2 separate regions of the Hordeum vulgare genome follow, and region 2 is linked to region 1. Evidence: chromatin contacts called from public Hi-C data. All regions are on one chromosome and are shown on one strand. The core of a region is the stretch at or near the end of the contact, and the rest is flanking DNA. Distances in the headings are between cores, read along the strand shown.

Region 1 (5,988 bases), core at 2,043-4,542:
ATCTGAATATTCATGCCACAATAAAGAAGTTACATAGAATAAATATGTTAGGTAGCATTCCACATCAAAAAATCGGTCTTTATCACTTCCCTACTCGAGGACGAGCAGGAGTTAAGCTTGGGGATGCTTGATACGTCTCCAACATATCTATAATTTTTTATTGTTTCATGCTATTATATTATCAACTTGGGATGGTTTATATGCATTTATATGCCATTTTATATCATTTTTGGGACTAACCTATTAACTCAGCGCTAGTGTGAGTTTCTGTTTTTTTTCGTGTTTTTGACCTTTTTCAGAAAAAAATATATTAAACGGAGTCCAAACGGAATAAAACCTGCGGGATGATTTTTTCCATAACAGAAGATACGCACAGGACTTGAGAACCAAGGCAGGAGGTCTCGGGGGAGGTCACGAGCCCCCTAGGCGCGCCCTAGGGGGCGCCTAGCAGGCTCGTGGGCCCCCCTTGCCTCCTTTGCCCTACCTCTTTCGCCTATAAATTCCCAAAAATCCCGAAACCACCAGAGAGAGCCATGAAAATACTTTTTCGCCGCCGCAAGCTTCTGTCTCCGCAAGATCCCATCTGGGGACCGTTCTGGTGCCCTGTCGGAGGGGGATTCGGACACGGAGGGCTTCTTCATCAACACCATTGCCTCTCAAATGATGCGTGAGTAGTTCACCACAGACCTTCGGGTCCATAGCTAGTAGCTAGATGGCTTCTTCTCTCTCTTGGATCTTCAATACAAAGTTCTCCATGATCTTCATGGAGATCTATCCGACGTAACTTTCTTTTGCGGTGTGTTTGTCGAGATCCGATGAATTGTGGATTTATGATCAGATTACCTATGAATATTATTTGAGTCTCCTCTGATTTCTTATATGCATGATTTCGTATCCTTGTAATTCTCTTCGAGTTATGGGTTTCGTTTGACCAACTTGATCTATAATGCTTGCAATGGGAGAAGTGCTTGGTTTTGGGTTCATACCGTGCGGTGTCTTCACCTGTGACAGAAGGGGTAGCGAGGCACGCATCGTGTTGTTGCCATCAAGGGTAAAAAGATGGGGTTTATATCATATTGCATGAATTTATCCCTCTACATCATGCCATCTTGCTTAAGGCGTTACTCCGTTTGTTATGAACTTAATACACTAGATGCATGCTGGATAGCGGTCGATTTGTGGAGTAATAGTAGTAGATGCACACAGTATCGGTCTACTTGTCTCGGACGTGATGCCTATATGTATGATCATTGCCTTAGATATCGTCATGACTTTGCGCGATTCTATCAATTGCTCGACAGTAATTCATTCACCCACCGTAATACTTGCTATCATGAGAGAAGCCTCTAGTGAACACTATGGCCCCCGGGTCTATTTTACACATCATATATTCAGATCTACATACCCAAAATATTTTGCTGCACCTTTATCTTTTTACCTTTCATCACTATCAGATATCACCTTGCAAGTAATCGTGAAGGGATTGACAACCCCTTTATCGAGTTGGGTGCAAGTTTGTTTGTTTTTGTGTAGGTTCATTGGTGCCTCATCTTGATACTCCAACTGGATTGATACCTTGGTTCTCAAACTGAGGAAAATACTTATCGCTACTTTGCTGCATCACCCTTTCCTCTTCAAGGGAAAAACCAACGCAAGCTCGAGAAGTAGCACTGTCCAATCTGATATTGAAGGCCGAAACTGTGTTCGAAGTGCTGAGATTTCATATTCAGAGTGTTGTTCAGCCTGTTAAGCCAACAAGACAGCCTCATATGGAAAATTGTTCAAACAGGAATTGTGTTCGCCTCGTCGAGCCAGTTGATTTTGATATATATTTTGTCTCAATCCGGGTTCGTGTGCGACCTGAAGGGACAAAACAAGATCAGGCTGAAGTTTCACTCACGGATCCGAATGAAAAGTTTGCCATCCAAGTGGAGTTCGCCATCTGAGTGGAATTTGCCATCCGAGTGGAAAGTTTGTCATCGAGTGGAGTTTGTCATCCGAGTGGAATTTGCCATCCGAGTGAAAAGTTTCTAAACACGAGTGGAACTTGGGTGAGATACATGAATTCCGAGTGACAGTATAACTATCCGAGTCAAGGCTTGATAACCGAATGAAAATTTTCCAAATACGAGTGCAATTTCGGCCAAGGAGTCATGGATTCAGAGTGAAAATTGTTGTCCGAGTGAAAATCACTCGACCGACTAAAAGGGGTTCCGACTCCGAGTGACTCAACCAGAAGGTAGAGATTGGCCCGTATGGTCATCTAGATGGCCTCGGATGGAAAAGTGTTCAACATGACAGTTGTTTGTAACGTCGAAATGGTCAACTTTGCTTTTAAGATCATTATCATATGAGGTAGTACACGGCCTGAAGAGATGCTACAACACTCGAACGGTCTAGTCCGCTATATGACCGATGTCGATTCAAAGTTGAAGATGACTTTGTGGAGTATTCAAGATGACCTTATTTGGAAAAGTGGTCAACATGAGAGTTGTTCGTATAGTCAATACGGTCGATTTTGATATATAAGTCGTCTCAATCAAAGGTCATAGGCGGATTTCACAGCCTACGCAAGAAATAAGACAGAAGATTGGGTCAGATTTGGGATGAATCCGAGTTAGGCTAGAAGTAGGACTCTAGGACGTGATTTGCTGTAGTTTTCTTGTAAGGAAAGCCTAGATGAATCCTTTGCTTGTACGGGAAGTCCAGCCGCCTCTTATATATGTTGCGGGTGACGGCCAATTGAACAACACACAATCGAAACATCAATATATTACTTTTTTATCTACGTTTTATCCTTCCATCGTTTTCATCTCCCGTTCTTCGTTGTTCCTCGAATTCGAGAGCTGCGAATCCCGAGGCCCTATGGGCGAGCGAATCGACCTAGGGCAGCCCATAGCCGCCGCACTCCCTGACGGGGTCCCTCCCGGGCGTGTGGGGTTTCGGGTCTTTAAAAACATCCGTCGACTGTCTTGCGCATCGCGCTGTCGGTCGGATCTCCTTCGAAGTGAGCTGCGGTGCATCACCCCGGCGTCGAGGGTACACGTGAGGCGTTCGTGTGTCAACACCTACCATGAAATACGGCGACATACTGTCTTTCATGCCACGCTGGAAAATGCAATACGGATGTCCTAATGCTGATTTCGCGTTGTGGATTTCGAGCTACCTACAGACCGGCCTCTGCAACGTTTTTTCGCTATTTACTCGGCCGGCCCTGTGGAGAAAGTACATGGATGCAAGACACCAGCAAACAAAAAAGAATCCACTGCCGACCACTCCTTTTCTTAGTCTCGTCTCGTCCATGTGATGTGAGCATGTGCCAAGTGGACGTGCGATCCGTCTGGGCTTCCTGAGCCGCTCATATTCTTCTCGCATTTTCTCGAATGTATGCTATTATGCCTAGGGGATTCGAGTCAAAAGCAAGGGGACCCGTGCCTTGATAGCCTATAAACCTCTCACCCGGTTTTGTGATAAGCTGATCGGTATGAGCAGGATTGGATGCCTGCAAGTTTTGGTGACGGTGACGGTGACGGTGACGGGAGGATCCGCGTGATTCCCTGGGATATTCTTGTGCACGGCTTGCTAGTCTGCCTGATCAGATGTTTGGTCGTGACTTGCGAGAGAGCGGGATGATGGTTGCCGTTGACGTAATACCGCAGCACTGGAGTAGAACTGTACCGAGATCCTTTCACATTCTCTGTGTGCTTGTGCATTGCCTCCGCTCAAATAAATTTGAAGAATGTGGATCACGCAGTTCATTTGTTTTCTCCGAGTCAAATTTGACGAAAGGTCCTCTCGGAGCGACACGAGAGGCGCATCCCTAGCCGTCGGCCGCTCCGACTCTTCCCCTACTCCTTCCGTTCCGTCGTCATCGGGGGACATCGCCGGACAGAGCCCGGGCGTTCGACAATGGCAGCGGAGGGTTGTTCCTCCTTTTCGGGTAGTGCGGCGGCGAGGGCACTAGATCCGCGGGGTTATGGCCTCTTCCTCGATCCATGGCGGCGCGACGGCTCCCAGCAGAGGCGCTTGTGGTGGTGCGGCTGGAGACGGTCAAAGGATGGAGGTGAGGTGTGGTTGATCGCCGCAGCGGCGTCCTATCTGGATCCGATCTTGGCAGTAGCGGCGGCAGCGTCCGGCACGAATCCGAACATGGCAGTGGCGGCGTCTCCTCCGCCGGGGATGACCGGCCAGGTGATGGGTCCTTGCGGCCGCGTCGGTGATGACAGATCTTGGGATCCCGCTCCCGAGGACGTCAGAGGACATGTGTGGTGGCCGAAGCTTCCTCCGGCGTGTCGACGACACTTGATGCGGGATCACGACGACAGTTGTGGTTGTATGGGCGGTGACAATGGGGGTGGGGGTGGAATGGCAGTTGCCGTTGTATGAGCGAGAACAATGGCGGGCGCGACGGTGGGTGCTCCCTGTAGTGCCCAGAATTATGGTGGCGGCCCCTCTTCATCGATGAAGACGAATTTCGGGGTCGTGTGGGCGACTCGGATCTGGATCTCCAGGTGGCACCAACCTTTCTAAGGCTGGTGGTGGTATGGGACGTTCCCTTCACCAACAGACCGGGTTCGATGCGGCTTGGCAGGTGACAAAAACGCCTCTTTCAGAGTTGTCGGGCAGTGCCTGTTGTTGGCAGGTGAAGCCGCCGACGGATGCTACGCATGGTGTCTTATGCGGAGACGTCAAGTCATGCCTGCTACAGCCAGGTGCTGCATGGTGGCTCTGACAAAGGTGTCATGTTTAGCCTGTTGCTACTGGATCGAAGGTGGCGTGACAGTAGCGGGAGGGAGGTGGTATGGGACATCTTTGTCTTTCGTTGTCTTCTCGAGAGGTGTCCGGCTATTGAGGCGTCAGTGGCAGGATAAGGGCGGATGGTGCGGATTGCTTCAACGACGAGTTTATGCACTCCGGTGGAAACACAACATCTTCGGTCAGGCTATGTCAACGTGCGTTTGCGTCGTGTCCTTGCTGAAGGTGGTGGATTGAAGCTTGGCTTTGAAGATGAGAATCCGGAATTCAATATTAGGTGGACTCGCCATCATCGGTGCATCGATTCCTTGTTGAAGGCGTAGCCTAGGAGTTGTGTATTTTGCGTTTCTCATGTGTATTCTAACATAGAGTTAGTGGAGAGCTGATGGAGTACTGTAGCAAGTCTGCGGTCTTAGATTTTTTCCGTTTTATTTCTGAATCGATGTTGTTTGGTTGCTGAATTTTGTATTTTTTAATAATATATAGTTGTGTGCATCGTATTGATGCAGAGTTGGGGTGATCCTCCTTCTTAAATTTTGTTTTCTTTCCTCATTATGCAGGGATGGGCTGGCGTTGGCCGATGGCCAACTATTCCTGAACATCCTTATAGAAAAATTAAACAGTTTCCAGGACTCGTTTGGTTTCCTACACATGTGGCACTGTTTCTTAACAAGCAAGCAAAACTGCTAGGCACATGTGCGAAGATGTTTCGGCTCCACAAACAATCTGTCCGTTTTATTGTTCTCTAATTTGATGGATTGCCATCTCCAACATCAAGCGTTCAACAAATATGAGTGAAATTGGGGTGACAATTTCCATAGTTGACCATCGGAGAATATTAGAAAATTCATATAAATCTTCTCAAAGTTCTCCTTGTCCGGGAGGAGAATAATTTTTTGACCAGTATTGATCGCCTCCAGAAACTTGGTGTCCACTTGCTTCCTCCTTGCTCATGAAGGCGACACATACCGATGGAATCAAGAAGGCAAGATTCAAATGCTCCTTCTATATAGAAGCACAAAAGGAATGCTAGTTAATTGGTGGCGAAGTCGAGCTTGCCCGTTCATTGGCGTACCTGGGTCTCCAACAGAAGCCCATAGGGCACACATGTAATTAGAGGGGATGTATCATAATATATATGCCAAATGATAGGAGCAAACATCAACTTGTTAGGTTGCATGATTTCATTATTTCGTACCTCTCCATCCCTGTCCCATGTCATCTCCATATATC
Region 2 (6,504 bases), core at 55-2,554, 230 kb before region 1:
GGGCAGAGGCCGCCGCAGGTGACGATGGCGGCGTTCACCTCATCGGGCTGGAAGTAGACCCTCTGCCGCGGCCCGGCGCGCCGGAAGTGTGTGCCTCTCGCACTGGTCTTGCGAACAACAATCTGCAATCCATCCACAAAGTCAGCCTCAGCAGATTACCTCGTATTCTGCTCGCCCAAAAGCATATAATTCACGGAAAATTTCTCACCTTTTGCGTGACGGTGTCGTCCGTGTTGACGAAGTACTGCCTGGGATGGACAACACGTGGTTGGAGCAGGAAGAAAGGTCAGGCGGTCAGCTTCGGGAAACTGAGCTGCGCAGGGCAAAGAGAGGAGGGGAATTCTTACTTGACGACCGAGTAGGCAGGGTTGTCCTGGAGTGGATTCGGGTACGTCTGCAGATCATCAACGGTAACAGTAGGTGAGCAATCGATTCAATTCAAGGATTCTGTAACTGTAATCTGCAGACAAATCGCACACAGAAACTGAAATTTCAGTTTCTTCCGGGGATCGATCGATCGGTCGACTGATTTCCCCGTGCTCCAAAATTACTGGAGCAGCTGAGCTGCATGTCGATCAGTTTCTGCTCGAATCCAAACTAGAATCGGCAAAAAAAAAATGCGTGACAAAAAGATGCGAGAATCCACGGAAGGGCGCCAAAAAGGGGCCCCGGGAAAGCAGAAGAACTTGGGCAGCTCCGAGCTGATGATCCCCGCGAGGCCGCGACGGGAAATCAACCGGACTGAGGCGGCCGATCGAGAAGCGGGGGACGGCAGGAGGAGCACGGGGGCTCAGGCACGCACCGGGAGCTCGGGCATGTAGTCGGTGAGGTGGGGCACGTCCTCGAGCACGTAGCCGGCGTCGCCGCCCACGAGCTTCTTCTTCATCGCCCACTTGCACGGCGCCTTGGCGGCGGCGGCGGCGGAGGCGAGGGGCTCCTTCCTCGGCTCGAGAAGCTTCATCTTCTGCTCCGCCACCGCCACCGCCGCGGGGGCGGGGGCGACGCCGACGGCCTCCATGGCAGGGAGGGACCCCGTCGGTGAGCACGAGGTGGAAAGTGGGGGGAAAAAGAGGTGGTTTTGAGATCACGAGGGAGCTTAAGCTTAGCCGGTGATTCTGGGAGTGATCCTCTCGCTCTTGCTCTTGGTGTGTGGGGAGGAGAGCCGCGGGGGCGGGGGATTATATATTCGGATTAGCGCCGTCCGCGCCGCCGTTAGCAGGCTGGGTTTGACGGCGGCGACGGGGTTTGACGGCCGCACGAGGGGAGAAGAGGGGATGGGAGGTGGGAAACTTCGCGGGGTTCCCGCGAGGGGCATCCGGGTTTCGGCCTATTTACGGGCGTGCCATTTCGTGCTGGCCTTGCGCGAGAAGAAATGTCGCCGGGGGTCGTCTTGTCAGTGTCCGATTGGATGTCCTCTATCACGGGGCACTGATGCGGCGTGTAGGGTGCATTTCTCTTTTTAGGTCGTCCTGGTATTTATTTGAGTGAAAAAACATCGCCCACTTTGCTTGAATTGAGTTTAGTTTTCAGAGAAAAGTTCATATTCCATCCCTCAACTAACAAATCAATTTAATTTATGATTTTGACCATTGAAATCAGTTGAAATACAACCTCAAATTACCATAAGATTCAAAACTCAACCCTGATCTCGGTTTTCCATTGATCAAGCGTTTTTTTGGCAGCAGTGAATGTCGACTAGGCATATGCCAACTTAGCATAAGGTTTGGAGGACTATAAAAAGTTGGATCGCCCTTTTGTGTCTCACTCGCTACCCCTACTCTTCCTCAGAGACATGTCCTCACTGCTACCATGCCTGCCGCAATTGACTTCGACCATCGCCGGTAAGCGGCGACCAACGTCGTTGCATTGCCGCTGCTTGTCCCCTGAGCCCCACCCCGATCCACCCCACCAAAGCAACCCTCCTTCCCGACGACATCGACATATTTCGTCGCCACATACCCACGAATGGTGGTGACGCGCCTTACCACTTTAGCGCTTAGCAAGTTCTTCTACCCTGCTCTTCCCATCCTTATTCACTCGCATCAGCTGTCCCCAATCCTCCTCGAAAACCATAATATTTAAGGTATATTTTGTGTCGCCGGTGATTGGTGGTGGTGGAGAGCTCATAAGTAAGGTGGAAGTCCGTTGGTGAAGAAGAGCAAGTGATTTCCATCAATTGCGTACCATTTAAACCAATTTTATGGTACGTTATTAAAAATTTGATTGTTTAGATTTTACTTTCAGTTAGAGTAGTAACAATTTTTTTTGTCTCCACTTTAGATTGAATGTATCCCCACTAGATCTCTTGATTGTGTGGTTTCATTTCAACCGTGTCCTGTGTGTGAGTATTTGGAATACTTTGGGGGCGGAGAGAAATTTTCTCATGTAGAGCTTCGCGGTTTGAGCTTAGTATGTCTGATTGCAAATCTGAAAGTGCATGATTGTGTTGCTGAGAGAGAAGCAATCATGATGGTGTATTGCTTATGCCCTGGAAAAAATTGTGTGATGAATTGATGGCATTGGTTTCAGGAAATTCTATGAAGTCTATGCTCTTGTATGTAAGAGATGGAGGTGTAGTGGACATTTTTGTTGAGGATATTATTGATAATGAAACCACACAACAAAGTTATTGAGATGATTAAGTACCTAGAGGCGATGAAGATTATTAAAATCAAATGTATTGGTATGATGAAGTACGTGCAAGTGGTAAAGATAATTCAAAGCAAAGTGATGGAATTGAGGACAATGGTACTGATGAGGATGATACAGGGAGATTAGGTAGGAGTACAAGGATGTCGAGAGAAAGAGTAAGGGCAGGCGCAACACTACAACATATGTGGAGAAGGCAATGAGTCTCAACCAAAAAAAGATGGTAGCTGATGTTGGGAAACGTCGCATGGGAAACAAAAAAAAATCTGCGCTCACCAAGATCAATCTATGGAGATCAACATCTACAAGAGGGAGAGTGCGTCTACATACCCTTGTAGATCGCTAAACGGAAGCATTGAGAAACGCGGTTGTTGTAGTCAAACGTCTTCGCGATCCAATCACGATTTGTCCCGTGATCCGATCACGAACGTCTCGATCAAGTGTCGAACGGACGACACCTCCGCATTTAGCACACGTACAACCCGATGACGTCTTCACCACCTCGATCCAACGAGCGTAGATGAAGTAGTAACCGAGTTCTCTGGCAGCACAACAACATGGTGGCAGTAAGAAATACTACAAGAGAGAGAGGAGGGCAGCACTGTGGCTTATTCAGGTGTGGCTGCCCTCCCTCTCCTCTTGTATATATAGGAGGGAGGGAGGAGGGCTGCGCCCTAGGGTTTCCCCAAGGCGTGGGGCTTGGCCACCAAGAAAGGTGGCGCCACCCTTGGGCCAACCCTCCACCAACCCTTAGCCGCATGGGCCTAGGTGGGGAGGGGCGCCCAGTCCACTAGGGGCTGGTGTGCACCCAACTCAGCCCATGTGGCCCCTTCGAGGGTGGTGGACCCCTTCTGATGAACCCCGGAACCCTTTCGGCACTTCCCGATATATTACCGATGATGCCCGAATTTTTTTGGTGACCAAAACGGAAATTCCTATATATCAATCTTTACCTCTGGACCATTCTGAAGCCCCTCGTCATGTCCAGGATCTCATCCAGGACTCCGAACAACCTTCGGTCACCAACACAATAACTCAACTATATCTATATCATCACCGAGCGTTAAGTGTGCACACCCTGCGAGTTTGAGAACTATGGAGACATGACCAAGACACCTGTACGGTCAATAACCAATAGCGGGACCTGGATGCCCATATTGGTTCCTACAAATTCTACAAAGATCTATGTCGGTCGAACCAAAGATGTCATGGATTCAGCTAATCCCGTATGCAGTTTCGTTTGTCCATCAGTATATTACTTGCCCGAGATTCGATCGTCGGTATCTCCATACCTAATTCAATCTCGTTATCGGCAAGTCTCTTTACTCGTTTCGTAATACAAGATCCCGTGACTAACTCCTTAGTCACATTGCTTGCAATCTTATTGTGATATTGTATTACCAAATGGGCCCCAGGATACCTCTCCGTCACACGGAGTGACAAATCCCAGTCTTGATCCATGCCAACTCAACAGACACCCTCGAAGATACGTGTAGATCATCTTTATAATCACCCAGTTACGTTGTGACGTTTGATACACATAAGTTATTCCTCCGGTGTGAGTGAGCTTCATTATCTCATGGTCATAGGAACATATACATTGACATGCAGAAAGCAATAGGAGTAAACTGGATACGATCAAACGCCATGCTTACGGTTTGGGTCTTGTCCATCACATCATTCTCCTAATGATGTTATCCCGTTATCAAATGACAACTCATGTCTATGGCTAGGAAACCTTAGTCATATTTGATAAACGCGCTAGTACAGTAGAGGCTTACTAGGGACACTTCGTTGTCTATGTATCCAGACATGTAGTTGAGTTTCCAATCAATACAATTATAGCTTGGATAATAAACAATTACCATGAATAAGGAAATATAATAATAACCACTTTATTATTGCCTCTAGGGCATATTTCCAACAGTCTCCCACTTGCATTAGAGTCAATATTTTAGTATTACAAGGTAATTAATCTAACACCCGTAGAGCTCTAGTGCTCATCATGTTTTGACCGTGGAAGAGGTTTAGTCAATGGATCTGCAACATTCATATCTATATGTACTTTCAAATGTTTATGTCCTCCTCCTTGATGTAATCGTGGATGGAATTGAAGCGTCGCTTTATGTGTATGTTCCTTTTGTGAAACCTTTGTTCCTTGGCTAGAGAAATGTCACTAGTGTTGTCACAAAACAAGGTCATTGGATCCAGTGCATTGGGCACAACTCCAAGATGCGTCATGAACTGCTTCATGCAGACACCTTCCTTCGCTGCTTCCAAAGCAGCTATGGACTCCACTTCACATGTAGAATTAGCTACCACGCTTTGCTTGAAACGACACCATCTTACCGCTCCACCATTTAGAATAAATACGTATCCAGATTGGGACTTAGAGTCATCCGAATCAATGTCAAAGCTTTCATCGACGTAACCCTTTACGATGAGCCCTTTATCACCTCCATAAACGAGAAATATTTCCTTAGTCCTTTCACGTACTTAAGGATATTCTTGACCGATGTTGGTGTTCCATTCCTGGATCACTTTGAAACCTTCCGGTCATACTTATGGCAAGGCTGACATCTGGTCTTGTGCACAACATCACATACATTATTGAGCCTATGGATGAAGCATAGGGGATGGCACTCATCTTTTCTCTATCCTCTGTTAACGCTGGGCATTGAGGCTTACTCAACTTCACACCTTGCAGGACAGGCAAGACCCCCTTCTTGGACTGATCCATTCTGAACTTCTTCAAAATCTTATCAAGCTATATGCTTTGTGAAAGTCCTATCGAGCGTCTTAATCTATATGTACAGATCTTGATGCCTAATAAGTAAGCAACTTCTCCAAGGTCTTTCATTGAAAAACTCTTATTCAGATATATCTTCATGCTTTCCAAGAGTTCTATATTGTTTCCAATCATCAATATTTCATCCACATATAATATTAGAAACGATATAGATCTCTCACTCACTTTCTTGTAAATACAAGCTTCTCCATAAACTTGTATAAACCCAAACGCTTTGATCACCTCATCAAAGTGAAGATTCCAACTCTGAGATTCCTGCACCAGTCCATAAACGGATCGATGGAGCTTTCATACTATGTCAACATTCTTTGGATCGACAAGACCTTCTGGTTGTATCATATACAACTCTTCCTTAAAGAAATCGTTAGGGAATGCTGTTTTGACACCCATCTGCCAGATTTCATAATCGAAAAATGCATCTATTGCTAACATGATTTTGACAGACTTAAGCATCGCTACGGGTGAGAAAGTCTCATCATAGTCAACTCCTTGAACTTGTGAGAATCCCTTTGCCACAAGTCGAGCTTTATGGATGGTGACATTACCGCCCGCGTGCATCTTCCTCTTAATGATCCATTTGTGTGAATAGCCTTTCGACACTTTGCCCTCGGATCGGAGATAGAAGGTCTACCCAACTGTTTCCTTTGGGTATCATATGAATACGCATTTATCCGCTTTGGGTTCAAGCTTATCAGGCTGAGGCCTTTTGACATAAGAGTCGCAACCTCAAACATTAAGAAACGACAACTTAGGTTTCTTGCCAAACCATAGTTCATACGGCGTCATCTCAATGAATTTAGATGGAGCCCTATTTAAATTGAATGCAGCTGTTTGTAATGCATAACCCCAAAACGATAGCAGCACATCGGTAAGAGACATCATAGCACGCACCATATCCAATAAAGTGCGATTACGATGTTCACACACCATTACGATGTGGTGTTCCACGCGGTGTGAGTTGTGAAACAATTTCACATTGTCTTAAGTGCATGCCAAACTCATAACTCAAATATTCTCCTCCTCGATCAGATCGTAGAAATTTAATC

Evidence for each region. Hi-C and Micro-C count contacts between places; a contact is called where the count stands out from the background.
Region 2: a contact with region 1 is called in a Hi-C map of leaf, with 3 times the contacts expected there. The contact joins the promoter of LOC123442903 here to the enhancer-like site in region 1. A contact is called at or near these places in 3 of 6 Hi-C or Micro-C datasets (leaf and seedling) and 1 of 1 datasets of contacts at active chromatin or transcription factors (embryo).

Annotation. Positions count from the first base shown.
Region 1 is chr3H:45,906,590-45,912,577 of MorexV3_pseudomolecules_assembly, reverse strand. No RefSeq gene overlaps it. Among protein-coding and RNA genes, the nearest start is that of LOC123442902, 29 kb to the right of the region's middle. Within about 2 kb of position 3,292, at least 2 of the 3 cell types and tissues checked have open chromatin away from gene starts, as enhancers often do. A contact at or near this core is called in leaf, where this site is marked.
Region 2 is chr3H:46,130,169-46,136,672 of MorexV3_pseudomolecules_assembly, reverse strand. It overlaps LOC123442903 (ATP-dependent 6-phosphofructokinase 6-like), which reads right to left and starts at 1,304. Exons shown (of 11, transcript XM_045119083.1): 1 at 803-1,304; 2 at 348-394; 3 at 209-248; 4 at 1-122. The coding sequence starts at 1,018.